2 separate regions of the Rattus norvegicus genome follow, and region 2 is linked to region 1. The links are chromatin contacts, called in public Hi-C maps. All regions are on one chromosome and are shown on one strand. The core of a region is the stretch at or near the end of the contact, and the rest is flanking DNA. Distances in the headings are between cores, read along the strand shown. Region 1 holds the start of Ahcyl2 (adenosylhomocysteinase-like 2). Region 2 holds the start of Nrf1 (nuclear respiratory factor 1).

Region 1 (6,063 bases), core at 2,355-4,854:
CCTTATTGCCAGAGTTTCAGCTTCTCGGAAATCCTCTTCTGCCTTCTTTTCTCTGCTGTGCTAAGCATCCATTTCTAAGGACACATGGAAGAAATGCTCTTAACTGCTGTTACAGTCGCTCAGGATGGAACTTACTTTCCCATTTTATAAATTACTACTTGAGAGATATTTACTGAGTTCACTTAAAGTATGCTTATGGAGAAAAACTTTAAATACAAGTCTCATAACCACAATGACAAGATCTGACTATAGAGTACAAGTTACAGGATGAAGGCAAGGGCCAAAAGTAAAATGTGACCAAGCAAACTGTTCCCCATCATGTTCATTCTTATGACAATTGAACTTGAGCGGTCTGACTCTTACGTACTTCCTTTGTGAGGCTGACCAGAGTAACAGAACCAAAAAATGACAACTGGTACAAAGACAGGAAAAGAGAAACATCAATGGAAATGGAAATAAGATTTCTGTTAATTAAAAAATAAAAGCAACAGTCACCATTTACACAGCTAAAGGCAACTATTTTGTTCCTAGAATACCCAATCCCTCCACACACTTTTAACAAAGCAGTAGGGAGTCAAGAACAGAAAGACTTATCAAGATGATCTGAGAAACAAGAAAGGCTTAACAAATCAAAACAGCTCAGTCTTTCCTTGAGTGACATCTACATAGAGAAAATGTAGTCAATTCACTATTAAGAAAACTTGAGATTATGCTCTTTAAAAACTGCAAGTCAAATGTGGTACAAACTTCAAATCCCAGCACACAGGAAGCTGACACAAAAGTTCATGAGTTCAAAGCCAGCCTGGCTGGCCTCAAACTCACTATATAGCTAAGGATGACCTTGAACTTCTGGTTCTCTTGTCCTCAGTATGGGGGTTACGGCTGAGCACCTCTGTGTCTGGTTTATATGTTTCTGTGGATCGAACCAGAGCTTCTTGCCTGCTATCGAGTGAGCCACGTCTACAGCCCTAGACCTTGTCTTAAAAAAAGAAAGACAGACAAAAGTTCAGGCCAGGTGTGGTGCCATACACCTGCTATCTCAGTGCTCAGAAGGCTGAGGCAGGAAGATTACAGAGGCCAGCCTCAGCTACTTAGTTCCAGGTAGCCTGGGCTACAGAGATTGAGACCCTAACAAGACAAGAGAAAGGCGAGTGGGGGTAAAAAAAAAAAAAAAAAAAAAAGAGAAGCCAAGCTCAGCAATGTGCTTACTTAGGTCACACAGATGCATCCTTGCCCAGGACTTTACCTGCTGAGTGTTCACCAAATAACACGGGCTTTTGGTGAGGTTGCAAGTGTGAGGCAAGCTCGGCCCTGTCGGCAAGCAGCCCTGAGGCTGCTGAGTAAATCTAGAATCATGGAACATGATTTTGAGACTTATTAAAAAAAAAAAAAAAAAAAAAAAGAAGAAGAAGAAGGTGGCTCAGCAACAAGGAAAGAGTCCAAGAAGCACATTTAGAATTAAATAACAGACTCTAGGGTACTGGCCTGTGCATTTTTTTTAATTCTTTATACAGAATCTATTGAACTATTACTAATATGTATATTTTTCCAGAGAAGATCACAGTAACATACACTTAAAAAAATGAGGAGAGAAACAATAAATTCTAATAAGTTATCAAGATTCTACTAGAGGTACCAAGTTCTATGTGATGACCACAAACATTTTCAATCCTGAATTATAACTAATACCCTCATTTTATAGAAGAAATTACTTTATACAATTTGCAAATTATTCAAAAGTTAATACTAGGGAGGGAGTGCTATATTCAAACCCAGGTCTGTACCTAAGTGTAAACTTCACTCTAAAAGTAACTTATTAAACATTTTATCCTTAAAAGAACTAAATTACAAACTTTAGAAGAAATAGTCACAAGAAAAAGATTTGGCCAAAGTTACAGGCCATCTTAACTCATGAGAAATATGCTTTGGATTTCCTAATTTTGACCTAAGTACTTCCAGCCCTAGCCCAGGCTGCCTCTTTTAAGTGTAATTCCTCCACTTAACTATAATTGCAAGGAGAGGGGAGGACGACACACCAAGCTGCAAAGGACAAAGCATGTCCTAAAGCACTGTTAGTTTCCTTCAGTCTTGCCTCTGACATCATTTAGCACTACCTTTGAGAAGTCAGAATGAAAAAGTTAACTGCTCTAAGTCATGAGATAATTACAACAAAATGTTTTGCTGGATCCAAGGTTCACCTAAACTCTACATAGTAAACCTAATGTACACTTCATATCTTTTTTATTGTTGTTCTGACAGAACAAAATGTACCTATCATAATGAAAAAAATATAAATTATGGTGTTCATATTGTTTCCAGGAAATGAAAGCCATATTTTTTTTAGATGATCCACATCTCTTGTCTTTTTCCTCTTGTGCCGACTTAGCATCGATAAATGGGAGCTAAAATGAGGGGAGGGGGGTAAAGGTTATAGCCAATATATAAATAATATGGGGGGTATTATCATTACACGTGTCTGTTCAAGAAGGAAGCTGACAGCTCCAAATGATTACTTTCCAAAAGTAGCAGGCATTTCTTCCTAACACTTTCTTCTCACAATAAGGATAGGAATGAAATAGGCATTCTCCTCAGATACAATCTAGTAATCCTAGAGACCTCTTCAGAGTGAACGAAGCATCTCTCCATTACCCTTCTCCAATCACAGTACAAGAGAATTGCAATGGCTAGAAAGGAAGGGCACAGATCAGTACTACCCTGTGGAAAGCTGTTGGCCACAGAAAGGCAGAAAGTCATCATCTGTGCAGAAGCCGGGCAACTCAGAGGGTTTCCTGAGCTCTCATGAGAGCTAACTACTGCTTCCTCGTTCCCCAAGGAAAAAGATCTTACTATCCTTATCGCTGGAGGGAAGGTTTTTCTATGCCGCGGAACAGCCCGGAAAATTACACGCGGAGTGTGCTGGAGGCGGGGGGTGTAGTAGTAGGTGCTTCTCCTCCCCTGCCTCGTTCAAGTAGTAGAGAAGGGCGCTACCTCCATGTTATTAGTAGCGAAGTCTGCCCGTGGTACCTGGAGGCTTCGCTTCTCAGCGGAGCACCGGGTGGCGGCCGCTCTAAGAGCGGGTTCAAGGGTGGGAAAAGACTCTCGGCTCCACGACCTAGAGGGTGTGGAACGGGGTGCTGCGGTGCCGTGAAGGGCCGCCGCTCCCATGCCCGCCCTCCCCGCCTCTCCGAGAAGAGAGGCAGCCCGACCCCAGTACCTTCTTGACCGTGCGCGGCGCCTCGGTGACCGTGCCGTCGGGGCTGACCAGGGCCTCGCCGCCGTCGCGATGCCGCTGGTGCTGGTGATGAGGGTCGCTCCGCTTCATGGCCGACGCTTGAGGGACCTTCCCTGCCGCAGGGCTGAGAGCCGCGGTGGGCCCCGAGCCCGGGCCAGGGGCCGGGGGCCGCTCTGCCGCGGGAGCTGGAGCTGGAGCCTCTGGGTCCCCGCCACCCGCTGGGGGTACCATGGCGCCCACGGTCGCCGTGCTCAGTCCTAACTGAGGCTCCGCCTCAGAGGGGCTCAGATCCTTCAGCTCCACCTCAGGCACCTTGGCGGCAGCCGCTGCTGACACAACCTGCACCGACATCACCGCCTCCACTGCAACCGCCGACTCTGACTCTAGCTCCAGCTCCCACTCGGCCCCGCCTCCCGCCTCCCTTCCCCTTCCCTCCCCCATACCCCCACTCCTCCCCTCCATCGCCTGCGCTCCCACCCCCTTCCTCCGCCCGCTCTCTCGCCGCCAGCCCGGCCTCTCCAGCCCCGCCCCACCCCTGTCTGACTCACACGCGAGGCGCCACGGAACCTGTAGTGCGCTTGCTCCGGGCTGCACGCGACTAGAAGATCGTGGGACCTCAGAACCCAACTTGCACTGCGCGCGCGGGGGGGCGGACAGGCCGCAGAGTCCCCTGGTAGTTGTAGTCCTTTTGGCCTTCCTCTGGAAAGTAGTAGTCTGTGGAGAGGGAACTCCCAGGACAGCGACTAACAGAAAAGTATAAAAACGGATGACGCGACGGAATAGATGAGGAAAATGTCTCCAGAGGGGTTGCGGTTTCCGGAAAGGAATGCCAGAAACCCCAGGGAAAGTGGGGGAAGAATGACTCGCTCCCTTGCCGGCGTGAATTTCCTCCGGGGTGTGCGCATGTGTGCGATCGTGCGGGCGGTCTTTAAAGGAAAAGCGGCATGTCAGGTGAGTTGAATTCCGGCTGCAGGCGAGAAGGCATGGTTTTGCTCCGTTCGGAGCCTTTCTTCAGTGGGATGGTTTCTAGAAGAAATCAAATAAGCCATTTCCTGCTGCCATGATTTCTGGCGTACTCTTGAATTAAGAAACTAAAATCAAACCCCGAAAGAAAGAAATCTCGTCAAGGTAGGGTGGAGTACGCAGCAGTAATTTGAACATCTGAAGCATGTATCACCAGTAATAATAGTTCAAGGTCAGCTGAGCCATGAAGCAAGACCCTGGTTTGGTTTTTTTTTTTTTTTAAAGTTAATTTTCTTTCATTCCACCGCACACATGTAATTAAAGGACTAGAGTTAGAGTTTAAGATGATATCTGGGTACTGGGAATGGGGCCTCGGTCCTCTAAAAGGGCATCGAATTCTCTTAACTGTTGATCAGTTTTATTTTTAATAACAAAAATAAAATAAAATTGTGTACCTACTGGGTAGGTCATAGGGTAATCCCAACACTCAGGAGACTGAGACCTGAGAATCAAAAGTTTGTTAAGGTTATCTTTGACTGCTTAGCCAAACCCTGGCATAAAAATAAGAAAGTTACCTGAAACTAATGTTCTACTGACGATAGATTTTTTTCTTGTAAGAATTGTTCTCCAATAATCTTTTAATGATAAAAGGAAATGTTTATAATTTTAAAAATTGGACTAAACGCCAGGCAGTTGTGTCACATGCCTTTAATCCCAGCACTTGGAAGGCAAAGGCATGCAGTTCAAGGCCAGCCTGGTCTATAGAACAAGTTCCAGGACAGCCAGACTACACAGAGAAACCCTGTCGGGGAGGGGTGAGGGCCGTGAAGAGATAACAATAACAACAACGAATTAGACTGGGGCTGGAGTGATGGCTTATCAGTTAAGGGCAAGCTCTTCCAGAGATCCTGAATTCCATTCCCAGCAACCACCTGGTGACTCACAAGCATCTATAGTATGCAGTCTGATGCCCTCTTCTGACATGCAGATGTGCAAGTTGCTAGAGCACTCATACTTGAAAGGAGGGAAGAAAGGAAGCAAATTAAACCAAAAAGCAAGAGACAACACCACACTTTCTAGGGGTCAGAGAGTTGGCTCAGAACTTCGGAGCCCTTACTGGATTTGTTCCCAACAACTACATTGGGGAACTCACAACCACCTGTAACGCCAGCTCCAGGGGATGTGACCCCCTCTTCTGGTCGTACAGACACACATGTATACACGAGCTTAAAAATTATTTTTATTGCACAGTCTTTAAATTTTTATGTGAATATTACCTAAAGGGGGAAAAAAGCCTTAACATGTGGTTGACTCTTTTAGCATATTATGAAGTAGGCTTTTTTATTCCTAAAGAAACTGAGGCAAAGAGGATCACAGTTTGTGACTGCTCAGAAAGTGACAACAGCCCTAAAAGCTCCCTCAGACCACTGGCCAGCTCATCATGAGAGAATCTACTTTTTTCTAAGCAAGAATAAGACAGGGCTGGAGAAATGACTCAGAGGTTAAGAGCACTGACTGCTCTTCCAGAGGTCCTGAGTTCAATTCCCAGCAACCACATGGTGGCTCACAACCTCCTGTAATGGGATCTGATGCCCTCTTCTGGTGTGTCTGAGTAGCTACACACCAGTGTAATGTAGTGACAGCTACAGTGTACTCATATACATAAAATAAATTATTCTTTTTTTAAAGATATTTATTTATTATATGTGAGTACACTGTAGCTGTGTCCCCAAAATAAATAATTCTTTAAAAAAAAAAAAAAGAGAGAGGGCTGGAGAGATGGCTCAGAGGTTAAGAGCACTGGCTGTTCTTCCAGAGGTCCTGAGTTCAAATCCCAGCAACCACATGGTGGCTCACAACCATCTGTA
Region 2 (6,063 bases), core at 1,108-3,607, 280 kb before region 1:
ACAATTTTAATCACTCTAGGTTGGCCTTCACCTCCCTAACTAAATTAGCAACGGGTGTGTAATTATGCCTTAATAAAACAGAAAACCCACAACCTTAGGTCCCACTGAAATATGTATGAATGTCGAGGTAAACCTGAAATCCCTTCTATAATCCTTCTATAATTCCAGTACTTTTGTGAAAACACCTAATTTGAGTTGGCTGGTTTTGGTTAAATGAGAATATAAACCACTAGTAGACAAAAAGTCATCTTCCCTTCTGTTGAGTTTGAGAGTATAATGAAATCAAGACTTTAAATAAAGTGGACTAAAAGACTATCGTTTTATTTCGGTGTGGGTTAGATCCCCAATTGAAAACAACAGTCTAACTCCTATCAGACAAACAAACAACAAAAGGCTGCCAATGTATTTTCAGCAGCAAATAGTCTGCATGTCCAATGCCCTGGGTTAGACCCCAGCAAAGCACCAAAAAATAAAGAGGAAGGGTAACACCTTCCCAAAAATCTACACTCAATGAACTGCAGTAAGTCTGCACCCAAATTAAGTCAATACATCATATTACATGTGATGATCATACATTTACTTTTGTATTCATAATTAACCGTATTTTTACTACTTTATAGGGTAGCTTGTCAAAAACTTTAAGACAATGTTAGGGAGTCAGGACACAACTGAATAATAATAATAAAAAAAACTCCTGGGTTCGGTCCCCAGCTCCGAAAAAAAGAACCAAAAAAAAAAAAAAAAACAAACAAAAAAACCCCAAAAAAACAAAAAAACAAACAAACAAAAAAAAAAAAAAACTAACACTCGTATTTAAAAAAAAAAAGTTCCTCCAATGTTTCTCCTACCCCTCTTCCCCAGAGTGAGGAACAATCCAATAACTTACTGTTCAAGACTAAAGAAAAAAGCATTTAAGACTGCTTTTTTTAAGTCTGATGAAGACTGGGAAAAGGACCACTCCCCCAAGGACAAAAGCTGTACCCATTCTCGTTCAGAGCACTGTCCCAACTGACAGGTTCACTCCCACCAACTTTCTCCCAAAAAATGGAGTTTAAACGCTGACTAAAATGTGAATTGTGCTCTGCCTACTTAAAGAATTCGGCCCAACTGATACCAACTCTAACATAAGCAATTAGTACAAGATATTTTAATGGTTGGGAAGATGGGATGACCTGTTAACAGCTCCTCCAACTGGTCAGAGCAGATATCCTTTGAAGCTCTAACAACATTAATATGCTTAACAATTTCAAGTTCTGGTGGACAGTCAGATGCATCAAACAAAGTTTGGGGCCAGCAGCAACGACACAACAGGTGAGAAACAGTGGACATCACTACAGAACATGCAATGGCAAACCCATGAATCCACGAAAGCCTGAGGATATGGGAAAGAATCAAGCACAAGACCATCCCAGACTCCCTGTTTTAACCCAGGCAAAGGCTCCGATCCTTCCGAAGGGTGCGCCACCTCCCCCTCCTGTACCCCGGGGACCACCATGCCAGTCCCGAGACAGAACCCAGGCCCCTCGGTGGGTATCTCCGCCGTAGAGGAAAACACAATGTCGCTCCTTATTTCTGCGTACAAAAGGACTTTGCGCCCTCCTCCTCGAACTGCCGCCTAGGCGCCTCCTCACAACTTGCAAGAAGGTGGGCAGCGCGCCATATTCAGCGCCCCCCAGTCCACCTGGGTAACCATCCCACGCCACCCCGGCGGGAGGGAAGCTTCGGAGGTCGCCGGCCGAACCACCAGCCTCCTCTCCCGCCAGAGACAGCCACTCCCGCGCCCCGCCCGGCCGCGCCGCGCCACCGGCGGGCCAGAGCCGGGAAGAGCCGAGGGGGCGAGCGCCGAGCCGCCGCTCCGGTCCCGCGCAGCCCACCCACCTCCCACTCCCGGGCCGGGCGCGCTCTCCCGGGCCGCCCGCTCCCGAGCCCGTGGGGAAGGCCAGGCCCGGGGTTCCACGGCGCGGAGGAGGCCGCGGCCGGGAGAACCCGAGGCGGTAGGGGAGGCCGGAACCCCGGGGCTCTTGGGAGGGCAGCCGCCTCCCTCCCGAGCCCGCCAGGACGCCTGGGGCCTAGTGCGGCCTGCGCATCCTCGAGGTGGCGGTTTGGCTGGGCCGGGCCCGGGTCCCCCGCCCCAGGCAGGCCGAATCCGGCGGGGGCCCAGGCCCCGAGCCGGGGGCGGCAGGGTGCCGGCTGCGGGGCGGGCCGGCCGGCCGGCGGGCGGGCGGCGTGTTGCGGCTGCGCCGGGGCTGAAATAGCTGGAGATTGCGCGGTAGGGCACTCACCTCAGAGCGGCTGCGCTACCGTGGGCCTGCGCCGTGGAGACTGCGACCGCGCCGGCTCCTCGCAGCCTCCTGCCACCAGCGGCAATGGCGAGCGCTGCCGCCTCTGCCGCCGCCGCCGCCGCCGAGGAGGGGGAGGGGAAGGAGGAGGCACGCACGCGACGCACGGCTCAGCTTCCCCGCCCGGAGACCGCCATGATGGCGAGGCCGGCGAGCTCTGCGGCCCCAGGGAGGGGGCTTTCAGCAGCCCTCTCGCAGCCCCCGGCAGCTTCGTCGGCCTCTGGTGCCGCTCTGCAGCGCTGGCTGGGGCCGGAACCAGGAGGGTAACTGGATGAGCAAATTGAGGACGCGGCGGCGAAGTAGATCATGCCGCCCAAAATGGTTGCTAGTCCGAAGGGGCCCTCCGCTCGGTGCCGAGCGCGGGGAAGTGGGACCTCCGCTCCAAAGGGCTTCTCCCGCAGTTTCCTCGGCACGGCTTGCGTCGTCACCTCGACCCCACTCTGGAATGAGTTTTGCTTCTCTATCTCAAAGCCCTAACCAGATCTTTAAACGGGAAAGTTTTATACAAAGCAATATGGTAATTTATTCTCTTGTTCGTTAGACCAACATTTCTAAGGAGCCCTTTTCCATACTGGATGCTGTTGTGGGTGCTCCGAAGTGCACCTGTTAGCAAACCAAAAAATAAAAAATAAGTTTAATAAAAAATTAAGTTCTTCCCCTTGCTTTCTTGGGGCGTACATGAAGCAATAGAGTGTCCTAGCTGTATGCCTAATAAGTGAGTAGACGGTGAGAAAATAAGAGGTTAGAGACAAGGGGTAGTTTAGGTTGCTTTTGTTATGTCATCAGGAAGCACCATGAGAACCGCTGATTGCCAGCTCCAACTGAAACCTAGAATCTTAACGTGTTAACTTACTCCGAGAACCTGCATTTTTAACACTTCCTGGAGATTTAATGCACACTAGATAATTTTAAAATGCCGCACATGGTGTCAGAAAACAGCTTAGCAAATAAACAATTTTTAATTGCATGCCTTTTGTTTTATGTATAACCCCCCTTACACGCGCGCGCACACACACACACACACACACACACACACACACACACACAGGGTTTCTCCGTTTAGATGAGGCTGTCCCGGAACTCACTCTGTAGACCAAGCTGGCCTTGAACCCAGAGATCATCTGCCTCTGCCTCCCAAGCACTAGAAAGAATTAAAGGCCAGGGGCACCACTGCCCAGCTTAACTGGATGCCTTTTTCCCTTAATGTTTTCTAAACTGATGTCACTGACACCACCCATCCCTGAAGGAATGTCTACTCTTTCCTCTTTGCCTCAGTTTTACATACTCAACGATTGCGATTTTTTTTTTTTTTTTTTTTTAGAGACAGGTCTCAACTATGCAACCCTAGATGCCTAGATGGCCTGAAACTCACCATAGAGACCAGACTGGCCTCTAACTCAGAGATTTTTATCCTGCCCTTGACTTCCAAGTTCTGAGATTAGAGAAGATGTGTACCCTGTGCCTGGCCATCCAATGAAAGCGTCGTTGCCCATCTTTCTTACTCTGGTCCGGGTTGCTTTCTTAGGCAGATGCTGCACTTAGACTCTTCCCACCCTCCCAGCCACTGGACTTGCTCTCTCTAGTCCCTTCTTCACACTTCAGCTTGAATTTTTTTTTTTTTTTTTGGGCAAATCGTGTCATGTTCCTGTTTGGGATGTCTAACATCTAAAGTCCTTGAGGGTGGCTTTGAGAACTTTGGTGACCTCACCCACGGTGCCCTCTCTGACCTCATCTGCCATGTCCCTCTCAGGCTACAGAAGAATTAGGAAGTCGTTGGGTCATATATATCAAGGAACACTTACCCCCCACCCCCGCTCAGAACGTTTTTCACCTGCTAGAACTTTCCATCAGAACAGCTTGTTACTTCTTTGGTCTCAACATTGCTCTCATCCCTCATCCCCCAAGCCTGGGTGCCTTAACTTTCCTCATTACACGGGATTTACCAGCTACAGCTGTATGATCTCCCTTCTCTGCTCAAGTAGCCCGACCTAACCTCCACTGTGTACCTGAGGTAGACCGTCAACTCATAAGCCTTACGTCCTGGCCTCCCAAGTGGTGGGATACCAGGCCTGTGCCACCACGCTCAGTTAATGTGTGCTGGGGATTGAACCCAGGGCTTCACACATGCTAGGCAAACAAACAACTGAGCAACGCCCCAGCCCCCACACTCCCTCTCTCTTTTCATTCTCCACTGGAGCCCGTTAGGTAAGGACACTATGGTCCCATTTGACAGATGAAGAAACCAAAACATGTGGATGTACTCGACACAAATCAGACCAAGAGAACCAGTCCTGATCCTGGCCTACCAGAGCTTTTTTTTTTTTTTTAATGTATATGTGTACACTGTAGCTGTCTTCAGACACACCAGAAGGGGGTGTCGGATCCCATTACAGATGGTTGTGAGCCACCATGTGGTTGCTGGGAATCGAACTCAGGACCTCTGGAAGAGCAGTCAGTGCTCTTTAACCGCTGAGCCATCTCTCCAGCCCCCTACCAGAGCTTTTTAAGGGCACTCCACACGGACTCACAAAACACAAGAGAAACTCAGTGGGCCGTGGCCAGCCAACATTCCATAAAGAAAAGAGAGCATCAGACTGCATTAACTTCTGTGCAACTTGACATTTTCTACTACAAATGTCCTAATTTTACAAATATTAGAAAATACTAAATTACACAGAATATTTATTACCAGGGCTAATATCTTGGGATGAATGCTATAAATGGATTTGACTTTTCCATCATCTTTATATTAGTTCTGTACCTTCTTAAGCATGTTTGGGATGACATTAAGCATCCTAAACAAATTGAAATTACTGCCCCCAAGACAAACTGGCTGATCTTTGCATGAGAATGGGGTTCTTGTATTGGCAAGTCAAGGCTGCCTCTTGGTCGAAGGGTTTTTTATTTATTTGTAAATGTTGTGTACAGCAAGGCAGTCACAATGTAATGTTTGCATGACCACAATGATTTTTATTTAAGGTAGTAGATCCTAATGGCCTCTTGTTTTGTTTTTTGTTTTGTTTTCTTGCTAAGGTCAAACACACCAAGTCCTTTGTATGCAAATCTTATGTCAACAGGTTCTCAGACGTGCTCTGTTCTACTCATCAGTTATCCTCGATCCTCTTGCCTACTTCTTTCTGAGTTTATTGGTTAGGTTATCATGAAATTCTGGGAGCCTTCACCCAGACACCTTACCCACCTGATGAGCTGTGACTGAGCTCGTTGGATGACCAAGTTTGGCATTCTCTTTCTATTCTTGTCTTCTCATTCCAAGGACAGAAAGGAAAAAGGTAGATGAGGAAGACTCTGGATGTTCTGCTGGCAAAAGTGCCTATCAAGCAAACATTAACCTGAGTTCAATCCCTAGACCTGCACCACACTATGGACACAGAGACCCTAATCCCAAAAGTTGTCCTCTGACCTCCTTGTGTCTGCCATGCTGTGCACACCTTTGCATGGCCACAATGATTTTTAAGGTAGATGATCCTAATGGCCTCTTTGAGTGTCAAGGTTTAACTTAATGTGACAGCTTTTTGACGATGTTGAGCAAGGGCTAAGACATTAACAGTGCAGCTTCCCTGGGGGACCAAACGTGAGTTGAGGCACTGAGATCTATAGGAGACTCTTATCTATCTCTTTCTCCCCTCCAGGGAGAGGCAGACTGGGAGCAAATTTACCCTGCTATACCTCTCCCTAAAACAGAAGAAAATTCCATTCAACTTGA

Evidence for each region. A called contact is a pair of places that touch in the nucleus more often than the background predicts.
Region 2: a contact with region 1 is called in a Hi-C map of kidney, with 2.2 times the contacts expected there. The contact joins the promoter of Nrf1 here to the promoter of Ahcyl2 in region 1. A contact is called at or near these places in 2 of 12 Hi-C or Micro-C datasets (frontal cortex and kidney).

Annotation. Positions count from the first base shown.
Region 1 is chr4:59,346,288-59,352,350 of GRCr8, reverse strand. It overlaps Ahcyl2 (adenosylhomocysteinase-like 2), which reads right to left and starts at 3,604. Exons shown (of 17, transcript NM_001173510.2): 1 at 3,215-3,604. The coding sequence starts at 3,583. LOC120102483 (a long non-coding RNA gene) reads left to right here and starts at 3,750. Exons shown (of 2, transcript XR_005504143.2): 1 at 3,750-4,183.
Region 2 is chr4:59,628,720-59,634,782 of GRCr8, reverse strand. Nrf1 (nuclear respiratory factor 1) reads right to left here and starts at 2,357. Exons shown (of 12, transcript NM_001100708.1): 1 at 2,283-2,357.